Linked DNA regions of Mus musculus: all the other regions are linked to region 1. Evidence: chromatin contacts called from public HiChIP or PLAC-seq data. All regions are on one chromosome and are shown on one strand. The core of a region is the stretch at or near the end of the contact, and the rest is flanking DNA. Distances in the headings are between cores, read along the strand shown. Region 1 holds the start of Ppp1cc (protein phosphatase 1 catalytic subunit gamma). Region 2 holds the start of Brap (BRCA1 associated protein). Region 3 holds the start of P2rx7 (purinergic receptor P2X, ligand-gated ion channel, 7). Region 4 has its middle 31 kb from the start of Anapc7.

The links. HiChIP or PLAC-seq counts read pairs in DNA pulled down with a chosen protein or histone mark.
Region 2: a contact with region 1 is called in an H3K27ac HiChIP or PLAC-seq map of acute myeloid leukemia, with 2.6 times the contacts expected there. The contact joins the promoter of Brap here to the promoter of Ppp1cc in region 1.
Region 3: a contact with region 1 is called in an H3K27ac HiChIP or PLAC-seq map of embryonic stem cells, with 2.1 times the contacts expected there. The contact joins the promoter of P2rx7 here to the promoter of Ppp1cc in region 1. A contact is called at or near these places in 1 of 39 promoter capture datasets (cranial neural crest), 4 of 115 datasets of contacts at active chromatin or transcription factors (bone marrow-derived macrophages, embryonic stem cells, large pre-B cells and 1 more) and 1 of 9 other capture datasets (adipose tissue).
Region 4: a contact with region 1 is called in an H3K4me3 HiChIP or PLAC-seq map of embryonic stem cells, with 5 times the contacts expected there. The contact joins the enhancer-like site here to the promoter of Ppp1cc in region 1. A contact is called at or near these places in 1 of 39 promoter capture datasets (liver), 1 of 484 Hi-C or Micro-C datasets (embryonic stem cells), 2 of 115 datasets of contacts at active chromatin or transcription factors (embryonic stem cells and large pre-B cells) and 1 of 9 other capture datasets (embryonic stem cells).

The regions. Positions count from the first base shown.
Region 1 is chr5:122,156,892-122,159,915 of GRCm38.p6, forward strand. It overlaps Ppp1cc (protein phosphatase 1 catalytic subunit gamma), which reads left to right and starts at 1,384. Exons shown (of 7, transcript NM_013636.4): 1 at 1,384-1,724. The coding sequence starts at 1,670.
Region 2 is chr5:121,658,956-121,661,979 of GRCm38.p6, forward strand. It overlaps Brap (BRCA1 associated protein), which reads left to right and starts at 1,608. Exons shown (of 12, transcript NM_028227.3): 1 at 1,608-1,893. The coding sequence starts at 1,812. It overlaps Acad10 (acyl-Coenzyme A dehydrogenase family, member 10), which reads right to left and starts at 1,555. Exons shown (of 21, transcript NM_028037.4): 1 at 1,338-1,555.
Region 3 is chr5:122,642,333-122,645,356 of GRCm38.p6, forward strand. It overlaps P2rx7 (purinergic receptor P2X, ligand-gated ion channel, 7), which reads left to right and starts at 1,595. Exons shown (of 13, transcript NM_011027.4): 1 at 1,595-1,866. The coding sequence starts at 1,742.
Region 4 is chr5:122,451,951-122,454,974 of GRCm38.p6, forward strand. It overlaps a transcript of Atp2a2 not described here. Among named protein-coding and RNA genes, the nearest start is that of Anapc7, 31 kb to the left of the region's middle. Within about 2 kb of position 1,416, at least 24 of the 459 cell types and tissues checked have an H3K27ac peak or open chromatin away from gene starts, as enhancers often do. A contact at or near this core is called in embryonic stem cells and liver, where this site is marked.

The sequences.
Region 1 (3,024 bases), core at 134-2,633:
GTGATGAATGACCATTTGTGTAATGGTGTGCAAAACCATAGCTTGGGACAATGAGTTGGTGAGTGGGCAAAGTGGAGCAGAGGGCTGAGGAGAGCTGGGGAGAATCCTGAAACCCCACTGTCGGGGGCTAGCATCAGGAAAAGGGCTCAGATCTAGATGGGTGCATCACACACCATGCTGCGGGGCCACGGGAAGACAGAGCTTGTAGAAAATGAGTCTCTCTATGGGGAGACAACCTTGCAAGGCATTCATGGAAAGGAATCCTCAGATCCATCCCTCTTGCTTTGAGAAACATGAACTGGAGGTGGGGCTGGGGGAGAACATTTTGTAAATTTTCTGGCGTGCTACTGGGAAGAGATAAATGGGTCAGATGGGTGTGCATTTTTCTTCCATAGGCAGCTAGCCTGCGAGGCAGCAGAGTTGGGGACCCCTCAGGTGAAGGGGTGCCCCTGGGGAGTCAAGGAAGCTAGAGGCAAGCAGCAGATGAATGCGCTGAGGCCCAGAGCGCACGCACAGCAACCTCCCAGGAAATGTGCAAATTCCCATTTTATCTGCTCCGGCACGCTCATTCAACCCAGCTCCGGCTAAATACAGGGGAAATCTCTTAAATTATTATATAACTTTCTGAGTTCAAGAAAGATAATTCAAAAGATAGGTAGTAGCAACCCTTACAGAATTCTCCCAACCTCTCTCTAAAATGTAAAAGAGCATTAGCGCACACAAGAAGCTCACACAAATTACTTAATGTGCCACTCACAGTGGATTAACATTTTTTTGGCTTATCTTGGGGGCTTCTTTTTTCCAAATATTGTATCGTAGATGCTTTATTGCAGTATTATGAAATTTTGCCAGTGCTGGGAATTGAACCCAAGGTCTCACACATACTCGACAAGCATTCTCACCACGGAGCCGTATATCTAGCTCTTCTTGTTCACCAATGTGCCAGAGTATTTGAATCCCCAACGTTCCAACCTCCTCCTCTTTATGATTCTCCACAGGCAAGCAACCCCACCCCAGATTGGCTCCGAGGGGTGATTCAGTGTTGAACTCCCACCCCGCCATGTCGGTCAGACTTCTGTCCCCAAGCAGCAGAGCCGGAAGGAGCTGGTGAGCCTCGCAGCGCGCAGCAGACTGACAAAGTCCACCTTCAACTTGCGCGCGCCAACTTCACAACTTCCCTCTCCCGCCACAGGGGGTCTATTTCCCCCGCCCGTTTGGCGGAAGGATCCCGCGCGCGGTGGCGGAGTCGCGCTCAACCGTCTCCGCCCGGGCTCCGCCCCACCCCCGCCCTACGCGCTCAAACCCCGCCCCTTCCCGGCGCCGGCCCCGCCCCCTTCCCGCGCGCTCTATGGGCCCGTAAAGAAGTCCCGGCCGGGCCGCTGCACTCCCGCGCGCGCATCCGTGCGCCGCCCGAGGCTGGCCTGAGGAGTCGGCGGCCATCTTGTTCTTCTCGTGGTTCCCAGTGGCGAGAGGAGGAGGAAGCCCGGAGCGGAGCGGGGCGGCTGGGGGGGGTGGACCCGCCGCGGCTGCTGCTGCCACCGCCGCCGCCGCCACCACCGCTCGTGGGGCTCGTGGCGTGAGGAAGGAGGACGAGTGAGACCCCGGGGCGAGCGGGCGGCGGCGCCGCTGCTGCTGCTGCTGCTGCGGGAGGGTCGGCGGCGGGACGGCGATGGCGGATATCGACAAACTCAACATCGACAGCATCATCCAACGGCTGCTGGAAGGTGAGCGGCGCGCGGGTGGGTGGCGGGGCAGGCCCGGCCGGTGGGGGATCAGGCCCAGTGGAGGGGCCGGTCTTTTCTCGGAAGCCGCTTTGGATCTGGGGCGCGCATACAAGCGCCTCCGGGTTTGGGGACCCCATTATTTTTTATCACTCCCCTGTCCTTGCTTTCACATTTATCATCTGGAGTCCAAGGACTCATCAGAGGGACTTGGCTTGGCAGGACGACGTCCCAGTGCGATGAGAGTCCGTCTCCTGCATTTTCCTACCCCCTCCACCCTCCCCTCAAAGCCATCCATCCTCCAGCGTTCTTTCCCCCTTGAACGTGCATCCGCACACGGACCCAGTCCGGGTGACAGTGTGGCTCTCTCTGATCATCAGATTGTTGTGTCCCTGAGGACAGGGGGACGCTGCCGCGTTCAGCGAGCACCCGCCAGGTAGGTGCTGTGTTGTTATTATCCTGGAAGTGGGTTTCGCAAGAGAAACTCCCAAGACCTCGCTGGACCAAGAATTAACAGTTAAAAGTCAGGTTTCAAACCCCGGGGTAGCTAGGAACCTAGAGAGAACCTGCCGCCTTCCAACTGTTCACCCCGTGGGAACCCAGGATGTCCAGTGGTTGAGGAGAGGTTCAAAAACAAAAACCCAGCTTTCCTTTTGTCCGACTTGGGGGTTTCTGCCGTGTGGTTTCCTACTTTGGAGATTTCAAATTTGACATAGGTCTGGATCCTGCTAATCACAGATCCCACAACATCCGCTGAAGCTAAAGAGGAGAAGATCCAGTAACCTTGATTTGGGCTCTTGACACTAGCTTGCTTTGGCCCAAAATACTTTTGGAGTGGTGGACAGCTGCGCAATTCTGGTGGTAGATGTCTTCAAGTAAATCACTGACAGAAAAGGGAAAAGGTGTCTTTTTAAAATCTGGGCATTTCCCCGGGGGGCGGGGGGGTGTTTTTCAAGACAGGGTTTCTCAGTATGGTCCTGGGGCTGTCCTGGAACTCACTCTGTAGAGCAGGCTGGCCTCAAACTCAGAAATCCGCCTGCCTCTGCCTCCCTAGGGCACGGATTAAAGGCTTGGGCCACCACTGCCCAGAGCATTGCCTCCTCTTTAATGTTTTGTTTACATAGGGTTTCTTGGCTTTGGTTTCATTAAAACATGGTCTCTCCAGTCGTGGTTATCCTGGCACTCTTTGTGTAGACCAGGCTAGCCTCAAACTCACAGATCCTTCTTCCTCTCCCTCCCCAATTAAAGGCATTTTTATTACCATGCCTCCTTTTATTACAGGGTCTCTCTCAGGGGCCAGAGC
Region 2 (3,024 bases), core at 358-2,857, 500 kb before region 1:
AATCTCAGCACCATAAACTAGTGTCTGACACAGTCAGATGATCTACACTCTGTGGATGGCTTGTCCACTTTCATATATGCCCATTTTTCCCCATGAGGGGTATGATTTGGTGATATCTATGCTTTTTTTGGTGGTCACCACCAGGTGACAGTACCACTGAGGTCTATGGTTCACAGACACACATACACGCACCCCAAAAGGGTTATAGAAAGTGAAAGTTGAGCAGAAGTTGGGAAATCTTGGCATTAAAAGGCTTTAAGACATATTACATAGAAAATAGTATAAACACCTCTATATATTGTATGTTCCTGTTACAGGTACCATTTGTATCCATGGCCTCTCCCAGACCTCTTACACTATAGCATGTACACAATATTGTCCTTCCTGACATGTCATATTTTTTCTCCATATATGCACTAATCTTACCTGGCCTTTCTTCCTTTCTTTCTCCCTTTCTTTCTTTCTTTTCTCCTTCCTTTCTTTCTTTCCTTCTTTCTTTCTCTTATGTGTGTGTGTGTCCTGAACATTGTTTCGATTATATCGTGTGTATGTGTGTGTGTATTTTAGACACTGAACCCAGAGCCTATACCTAAAGCATTCTAACCCTTAAGTGCATTCCTCAGTGTGTGTGCTCACTATAGCACCTGCACAGAGGACAATCTTGAGTTAGTTCTATCCTGCCATCTTGTGAAGCACAAAGCCTTCAGCAGAAGCCTGGAAGTAACCCTGGCACTGATGAGGTGGAAAAGGCAGGAGGGTCAGAAGTTCAAGGACATCTGATTCCAATACGTAGAGAACATAGATTATCTTTTCTCCAATATATAGGGTTCTCAGTATCTTGGGCTACTCAAGACCTTGTCTCAGAACAACTCAAAACCTCAAAACAACTAAACAATGGCCAGACGGTGGTAGGGCAGGGCTGTATCCCACAACTCCAGAGGCTTAGGCAGGCAGATCTCTGAGTTCGAGGACAGCCTGGTCTACAGAGTGAGTTCTAGGACAGCTAGGCGTACTTGGAGCAACTCTGACTTGGAGAAGAAAACAACAAAAACAAACAAAAAATAAAACAAAACCAAACACATCCAAACCACAAAACCAAATTTAACCATGACCTATAGGCTTCCCAGCGTATCCCTGTCTCTTACACAGCGTTTTGTATCACACAACCGAGTGGTTATGCAATAACTAGCTCAGGATCGCACGAGTGCTGAAGCTTGTCCTGTCTGGGGCTGTTTTCTGTGTCCGCAAAAATAATCATCCCACGCAGCCCCGCAGTGCCCGGCTCTCAGTGGATTATCTGTGAAGTCATTGCGCTCCTAGCCAGCCCCTCGCCATACCTGCAGAAAGTTACAACCCTGAGGTCGAAGACCCAGGAAGCCTCAGAGTCTCTGCGGACCCATAGACTCTCGGTGAGCCCTGCGGGAAAACTAAGGAGGACAAACGTAGAGAGGGGTCAAACGCAAAATAGGAGCCAGGCGTCTTTGCGTGCTCTGCGCACGCTCCTCGGACCCTGTCCAGACGGTCAGCCAAGGGGGCAGAAGCAGCTGTCGAAAGCGCATGCGCGCCCGGGGCCTCGCCCCTTTCCGCGTGCGCGTGCGCGACCCGGCGGGTCAGAGACGGCGGCCGACAGGCGGAAGCGGAGGTTGTTGTGGCTCGGCAGGCTGCGCGCGACGGGGGCTGCCGCTGCTGAGGCGGCGGCCGCGGCTTCTGAGGCGGTGGCGGCGCTGCCGACCGCGGGCCGCTCGGCCTCTGGGCTCGGGCCGCAGCCTTCCGTCAGCCCACCGGGGCCCACGCCGAGCAGCGCCTGTCCTATGAGTGTGTCACTGGTGGTCATCCGACTGGAGCTCGCGGGTCACTCGCCGGTCCCCACCGACTTCGGCTTCAGCGCCGCCGGTGAGTCGGCGGCCTCGCGCCGGGCCGGAGGGTCGGCAGCCCTCGCTCCACCGGCCCCCGGACTTGCCGGGCGCCTCTGCTCGACGTCGCCCTCGCTGCGAGAAAGCGCGGCCCAGGGCGCGGGGGCGATGCTGTGCGCCTTTCCCAAGCTGGCAGTCAGACAGACCGGTGGGGAAAGGATTTGCCCAAAGTTAGGTGTGAGTGGCTGGAAACGCGAGTTTTAGCCCAGCCGGGGACCGAGAGGCTGACGTCTTCACCACCGGCCACAGACTTCCTTAGTGGGTCATGCAGCTTCGGCTCTTCCCGTGATCGTCACAACCTTACCTGATAGCATTGAGGATCCTGAAGTGAAGGCAGGAGGACAGGCAACCAGAAGCCAGGCAGGGTTGGGGGGGGGGGGCGGAAACCTGTCTCAAAAGACCGACGAGAAAAAGGTGTGTGTGGGAGGGCGATTGCTTGGTATCTGTCAAGAGTTTTGTCATGCCCTGAATCAGACTTGGTCTGATATGTGCCATACGGACTAAATGTCCCAAGTTGATGGAAAAGAGAAACGGACACTTAGTTTGGAGAGCTGGGCTGGCGCTCGTTCTCGGAAGGATGGCATCCTGGACACTCTGTGGGTCCATTCTTTGGAGCTGCAGTAGAAGAGTGTGTTGTGGTCTTTCTTGGTCTTTGAGACTCCAGTGACTTGATTTATTTCAAGGTTACAAGCGAAATTCCAGAGCTCAAAGTGACCCCTAGATCTGAAAGTCAGTTAAGTTGGCACTAGGCACAAACAGGTAACTTCATCCTGGCCCAGTCCTGGAGACATTTATGCAGTAAAGCCTAGGGGGAGAGTACCTACTGTGTGCTTAGATGTGTGGATCGGGTGCTGAGAACTCCTACTGTGTGCTTGGTTGTGTGGGTTGAGTGCCGTACTGGACAGGCCTGGTGCCTGCCTCAGAACTGATGTTAAGGAATTTCGGTCACATCTCCGGGTTTCTGAAATGCTGCTTATTCATTAATAAGTAGAGGGACAGAGGCAGACACTGGAAAAGAGCCTCATCCAGGGGGACACGCCATAGAGGAGCAGGAAAGCTATTGATTGATGTGCCAAGAAGTGAGAGGAATTTGTTCTGTCATTAGGTATTA
Region 3 (3,024 bases), core at 345-2,844, 490 kb after region 1:
GTGTGCTGGCTAGAGAGGGCTACAGAGGGAAGCCCTTACCCCTCCGGGGCCTCCCGAGTAAACAGAGAGGGTTGGGAGACGCATCTAGCATCACTGCCTTCTAGTCCCTTGAACTGGAGCCAACAGGGGCAGGGGCCTTGATGTAGATCATAAGGAGGAGAAAGTACAAATTAAGTTAGGCTGGAAACATGTAAGTCTGCCTGGCCCATAATGCAGCAGGCAAGACAGCAGTAGGTTGGGATGCTTGCGGGGAGATGGTTCTTTCTCCCTAGGGAGGGATAACGCCTGAGTGACTGTTGCTTCCTTTCTCTAACGTCTAACATCCCACTTGTGCCTGGAAGATTCCAGGTCTCAGAGAAGCAGCAGCCATAGCCACGTTAGGACAGAGCCTCAGACACCAGGCTCTGCAGGTGCCTCATTTGAGGACGATCGGGTCTTTATCACCCAGGACCACCGATCCACTGTGTAAACCGTGTGGGAAAGGCCTGCTTTATACATCCTGCTTTCCTACAGCCTGTCGGAGCAGGGTTTCAGCCCTGGTGTGGTCCCTCGCAACTATAGTCCCAGAATTTGTGAGCTGGAGGTGTGGGAAAGATGAAGGCTTAAGGGTCAGTCTCAGCCTCACAGTAAGTTACAGAGAAGTCTGAGTTACACGAGACCCTGTCTCAAAACAAAACAAATAGAGAATAAAACAACAAAACCGCACAGCAAAAAAAAAAAAAAAAAAAAAAAAAAAAAATCAACCAAACAAGATTTCCTCTCAACTCCACCTTCCTCAGAATTCTACAATGAGGCTACCTCTTCTACTATTTGGAGATAGCATTGGTCCTCTCTCATGAGGTGTCTCCATGGTCAGGAGGGATACTGGATGCAGCTTTGTTCTTGGTGGTCTAGGACTGACTGGACCATGAGATGACCTCCCGGGTCCCGAGCAGGATGAAGTGTAGATGGAGGAGAGAGTGAGACAAGCGTGGATATAATCTTCCCATCCCACAATGAATCTGATCTGGCAGCCATCTTTGGCAGACCAGAGTATCCCGTGGAGCAGCGGAGGACAAAGATGCCATTCAGTCATCGGGTGCACCTGTACATGTGGACTGAACAAAGGGTTGTCCGGAAAACAAAGGGATAATCTCTGTGGGGTGCGGTGGGGCTCACCTATAATCCCAGCACTCGGGAGGTGGAGGCAGGAGGATCAGAAGTTCATAGCTAGCCTTGAGTGAGTAACAAATCTAAGGTCAGCCTGGCTGCTTGAGAACAGGTCTCAAACAGGCAACAAAAGAAATGGATGGGTCTGAGTGGGGGTGGGGGGGCTTGAGGCAGTGGTCGCATCTAGGCCCTTGTCTGAGTCACACTGGGTCTTACAACATTTGAAGGACTGCCCTTTTCTCTCAAATGAAATGAGTTCCAAAAGAGCACAAGGAAAGGGGGTGGGGAGGGGGAATTTTAAAAATGCCCATCTTCTGAACACCATCTTTGTGCGGGCGTCTGGGGGAGGCTAGCGGGGCGGGGTCATCTGCCAGCCAGGCCTGTAGGACTTGGTTCTTGTTTATTCCACTCACATTCAGGGCAGTTGCCAGGACCCGCCCCCGCTGCAGTCACTGGAGGAACTGGAAGTTAACCGTTCCTGCTGAGAAATCGGTGTGTTTCCTTTGGCTGCTCCTAGGTGAGGGTTTGCTGTGGTCTAGCCTGGGAAGTAGGTCTAGCCCAAGTCCAGCCTGAACAGAGCGAGCCTGTCGCCATGCCGGCTTGCTGCAGCTGGAACGATGTCTTGCAGTATGAGACAAACAAAGTCACCCGGATCCAGAGCACGAATTATGGCACCGTCAAGTGGGTCTTGCACATGATCGTCTTTTCCTACATTAGGTAAGCGGGGCGTGGGATGGGCCGATCTCTGCAGCACTGTACAGCGTCGGCAGCCCCACGAGGCAGCTGCTGGTGCACTGGCTGGATTCTATGTGGGTCCTTAAATCTGAGACACACTCTCATAGCCCGCTGGGAGGAAACAGTAAGAGGAAGCTGTGCTTGGCTGTAGCTGGAGGAAGCCGCAGAGAGAGAGGGTGGCAGACTGTGTGCCTCCCTTTGGCCTTTTCAACTGCAGCCAAGGCCTGCCAAGATGAGCGAGCAGGGCAGGGCATGCCCGGGGAACCTGGGAGACACAGGCCAACACCCTGGGCTCCCACAGAGATAAGGGGATTTCCCTTGTGGGCTCTGAATTATCCTCCTGCTTAGGAGAGATAGAACCAGGTTTGCAAATGTCGTTTTTAGAGCATCTTGGAGGTCCTTTAAAAACCTCTTATGAAGGTACAAAATGTGTACCCCGGACTTTCACTGATTTACAGTGTTCATGTCCATGGCTTTCCATGTATTCGTCGAGCTGTGCAGCGGTCACCAAAATCAAGAACATTTTCAGCCCAGTGTGGTGGTGCATGCCTTTAGTCCCAGCACTGGGGAGGCAGAGTCCAGCCTGTCTGTCTACAAAGCAAGTTCGAGGACAGCCAGGACGACACAGAGAAACCCTTTTTTTGAAAAACAAAACCAACCAAACAAGAACATTGTTTATCAGCCTAAAAGGTTGTCCCTTAGATCAGGGACCCACCAATCCATTTTCTGTTCCTGTGGATTTACATATGTATGTATGTATGTATGTATGTATGTATGTGTGTATGTGTATGTGTATGTGTATGTGTATGTGTATGTGTATGTGTATATGTGTATGTATACACACACACATATATTTCATATAAATAGAATCACATGGCATGCGGTCCTTTGCGACTGACTCTTCCTCTTAGCATGTTTTCAGTGTTCAGGTATGTGTTAGAGCGAGTGTGTTGATGCTGTAGACTATTTATGACTGGATAACACTCCACTGTATGTAAGTACAATACTATATAAGTAGACAGCCCTCTAGAGACTTCTTACTCATTCACCAGATTTACTTGGGGTTGCTTCTCTCTTTGTTACCTGGACATATGTCCTAATCTCTCCTGGGTTTACCTGGGGCTGGGGTGGGAGAGGGGG
Region 4 (3,024 bases), core at 166-2,665, 300 kb after region 1:
GGGAACTGCAGCGTGTTGTTGGGTTGGGCCCTTAAAAATAGATCTGAAGCTAGGCATGATGCAGGCCTTTAATTCCAGCACTTGGGAGGCAGGAACAGCTTTTGAGATTTAGACCACGGCATGAGACTTAAAAAAGTGGAGTCTGGGGATAGACAACCTCCTCCAGAGTGGTGAGAGCGCATATCCATCCCTACAATGCCATTAGAGGGTACTTCTCTGCTCAGTTACAAGAAATCTGTTTACTTGACTCTGGAGTGTAATCACCTGTCTTCTGGCTAGGATTGTTGTCTTCTTCCGTCATTCCCCCCTCCCCCTCAGTTTCAGGTCTTGCCAAGAAAGGCAAAGTTTCCTCCTTGTATTTAAAAAGACAAGGATGTGAGAGGCTCCATGGTGAGGCCTTGACTAGCACACCCACTGTTGAGGGCCTAGTGCTGTGTCACGGGTGCTGGGTCTGTACTGACCCTCAATGCTGACTCCTGCTTCACGCTCCGAGGCTTCTTACAGCTACACACTCGATAGTTTTGCTTCTCTACTGCAAACCGTGCTGTAGCCCTGTGAGGCCTAGAGTGGACCTGCTAGGTCACGAAGGGCTTTGGACTTAGGTGACACCCAGTTGTTCTCCAGGGGGCACTGGGCTCCCACCAGCCATGGAAAACGCACAGCTTACACAGGACAGCATCCTGCGCTCATGACTTTCTCTTCCAAAGTGTAGACATTAAAACCCTTTAATCCATTTGCACTAGATTGGGCCTAAAGATATAGAAGTGTTTCTGCCAAGCACAAGGGCTCAAGTGGCCTTCAGACCTCCTGCTTGGCATACTTCATGTCCATGAAAAACAAGCCTATTAGATTAAAAGAATTGTGTTGACATCTGGTCTTAGAAGTTACTAAAGGTTGCTAAGAACAGGATGTCTGCTGGGCGGCTGTGGTGCGTACATACACCTCGCAGCACTTGGGAGGCAGAGACAGAGTTCCAGGCCAGCCTGGTCTTTATTCCTTCTGAGAAATTTCTTCGTTGAATATGAGCTGAAGTGTTGGGGACAGTGATCCTGTAATTCTGAAATGTTAGGAATAACTCGAGTTGTTTATTCTGAAAGGGGCAGGAGTGGAGGTCAGAGGACAAGTTTGTGGATGGAGCTGGTTCTCCCATGGGTTCTAGGAGTCAAGCCCAGGACTCCAGACTCATCTTAAGGGAAAGGCCTTTACCTGCTGAGCCATCTTGGCCCTGGATGCTGTCAAAAAGCTGTCCTATTACAGGAGCTGACAGGACTCATTTGAAGCTTATCTCTGCCAAGTAAGGCCAGAATAGCAGTTTAAGGGAGAATTCAGGATCCTTTCAGGTCTACTTCTGTCTCCCGTCACAGTCACTTTGCATCTGAACAGTCACACAACTCCCGAGGCTAGTCACGTGTAGACTTCTAGTCTGAGCTGAAAAGGCCTGATTTCTGCTGAAGGTCACTGTGACACGCATTCTGCTTCCCTCCAGGTTAACTACAAAACCAGTCTCCCAGGGAGGCCTCAGTGCCCGTCCCCACCCTCCTGTAAATCAGCCACAGCTCTGCTGAGGGTTTATCGTAGAATAGATTTATTTACCTGAAATCATGTCTGTGCAATACCTGTTACCAGCACAGAAACTGACCTCTATTTACAGACTACAGTCAAACATGCGCTGTGAGAAGCTGTGAGCAACTGAACTGACGCTGAGCACTTTATTACGATAAATGCACACAATACTTGTATTGCACCAACATCTGTCTACTGCTTCTGACTTCATTAAATAAGTTACAATAATACAGTGTGGAACAGCTGGCTGCACACCTAAACAACTGAAGTTAGGACTGGAGGCCTATGTTGTAACCATTCAGCAGCTGTAGTGTTTTAAATGAATTTATAAATAAGCAAACTGTACAGGGCCCATTAGAAAGCATGTTTCAATGTCACTGTAGAGCAATCTGGCCACTTACAACTGAAGGCATGCATTACAATTATCATACAGTTAGAGAGGCTATGACATTTTGCAGAGAAATGTGGAGACTTGGCTGATGGCTTCTGTTCTTGGATAAGGTTTCAGAACCTCCTTCTCGCAGCAAAGAAACCAACTTCTCTGGAGAGGCTCTCTGATTTGTTATGCTAAATTGTACATTTGTTATTATTTTGATTGAACAGCTAAAACCCCACTGGTAATACACATTTCCTCCACATCACACAGTGAGTTGGGGACTGTTTCTATTTTTCTTTTCCCCAACCTCAGTCATGCAGAGGGCTGGTAGATGTGTTGCTAACAACGCACATGCACGCACCCGAACACCCTTATATTTCTGCAAATGGTTTAGGAAGCGGTTACTCCAGTATTGCTGAAAAGGAAAGAGAGAGGAAATCAGCTTTTCGAAACGTAGAGCAATGTTAAGACACAACAACAGGGACAGACAGAAAGAACACTGCATTTGGTCTAGATGCAAAACCAGCATTTCTGACGGAGTGTTCCAAGTGCTTGCTGCCCAGGCACATCTAGAAGCAGTGGCTTGGTGACTGCCCTGGGCCGCCTCCTACCAAAGTTCCAGGAGGCAGAAACTAGAAGGCATGTCAGGTACAGGGCTGAGAGCCATGCAGAGGGTGAGGCAGGTGGAGCAGTGAGTGGCATGGCACCAGGGGAGAGGCCTTCCTGTCCCTCCCTGTTCTCTATGGCAGCCAGTCCTGGGCTACAGGCTCAGCTCTGCTTTGAAGGTTTCCCAATTGCAGGGGTCAGTCCTAATGGAGTTTGGCAGCTCACGACAAAGGGCAACCATGCTTTTTGGCTCTGCGGCTCTGCAGGCACCGAGCCAATGCTGCCATCTTAGATGTTCCTGAGGCCTGTGCCATTGTTGGGGCTGAGACCCTATTTTGAGGGTGCTGTGATAGCAGCTGCTGTGAGATGGCTAGCCTTCTCCAGCCTTAGTAGCCCTGCTAGCTCTCCGGGGAGGCCACCACCTGAATTTTGCTGAGTGGGCTGCAGGGTGGAACCTTTAGACAGCTTTGCTGAAGAGG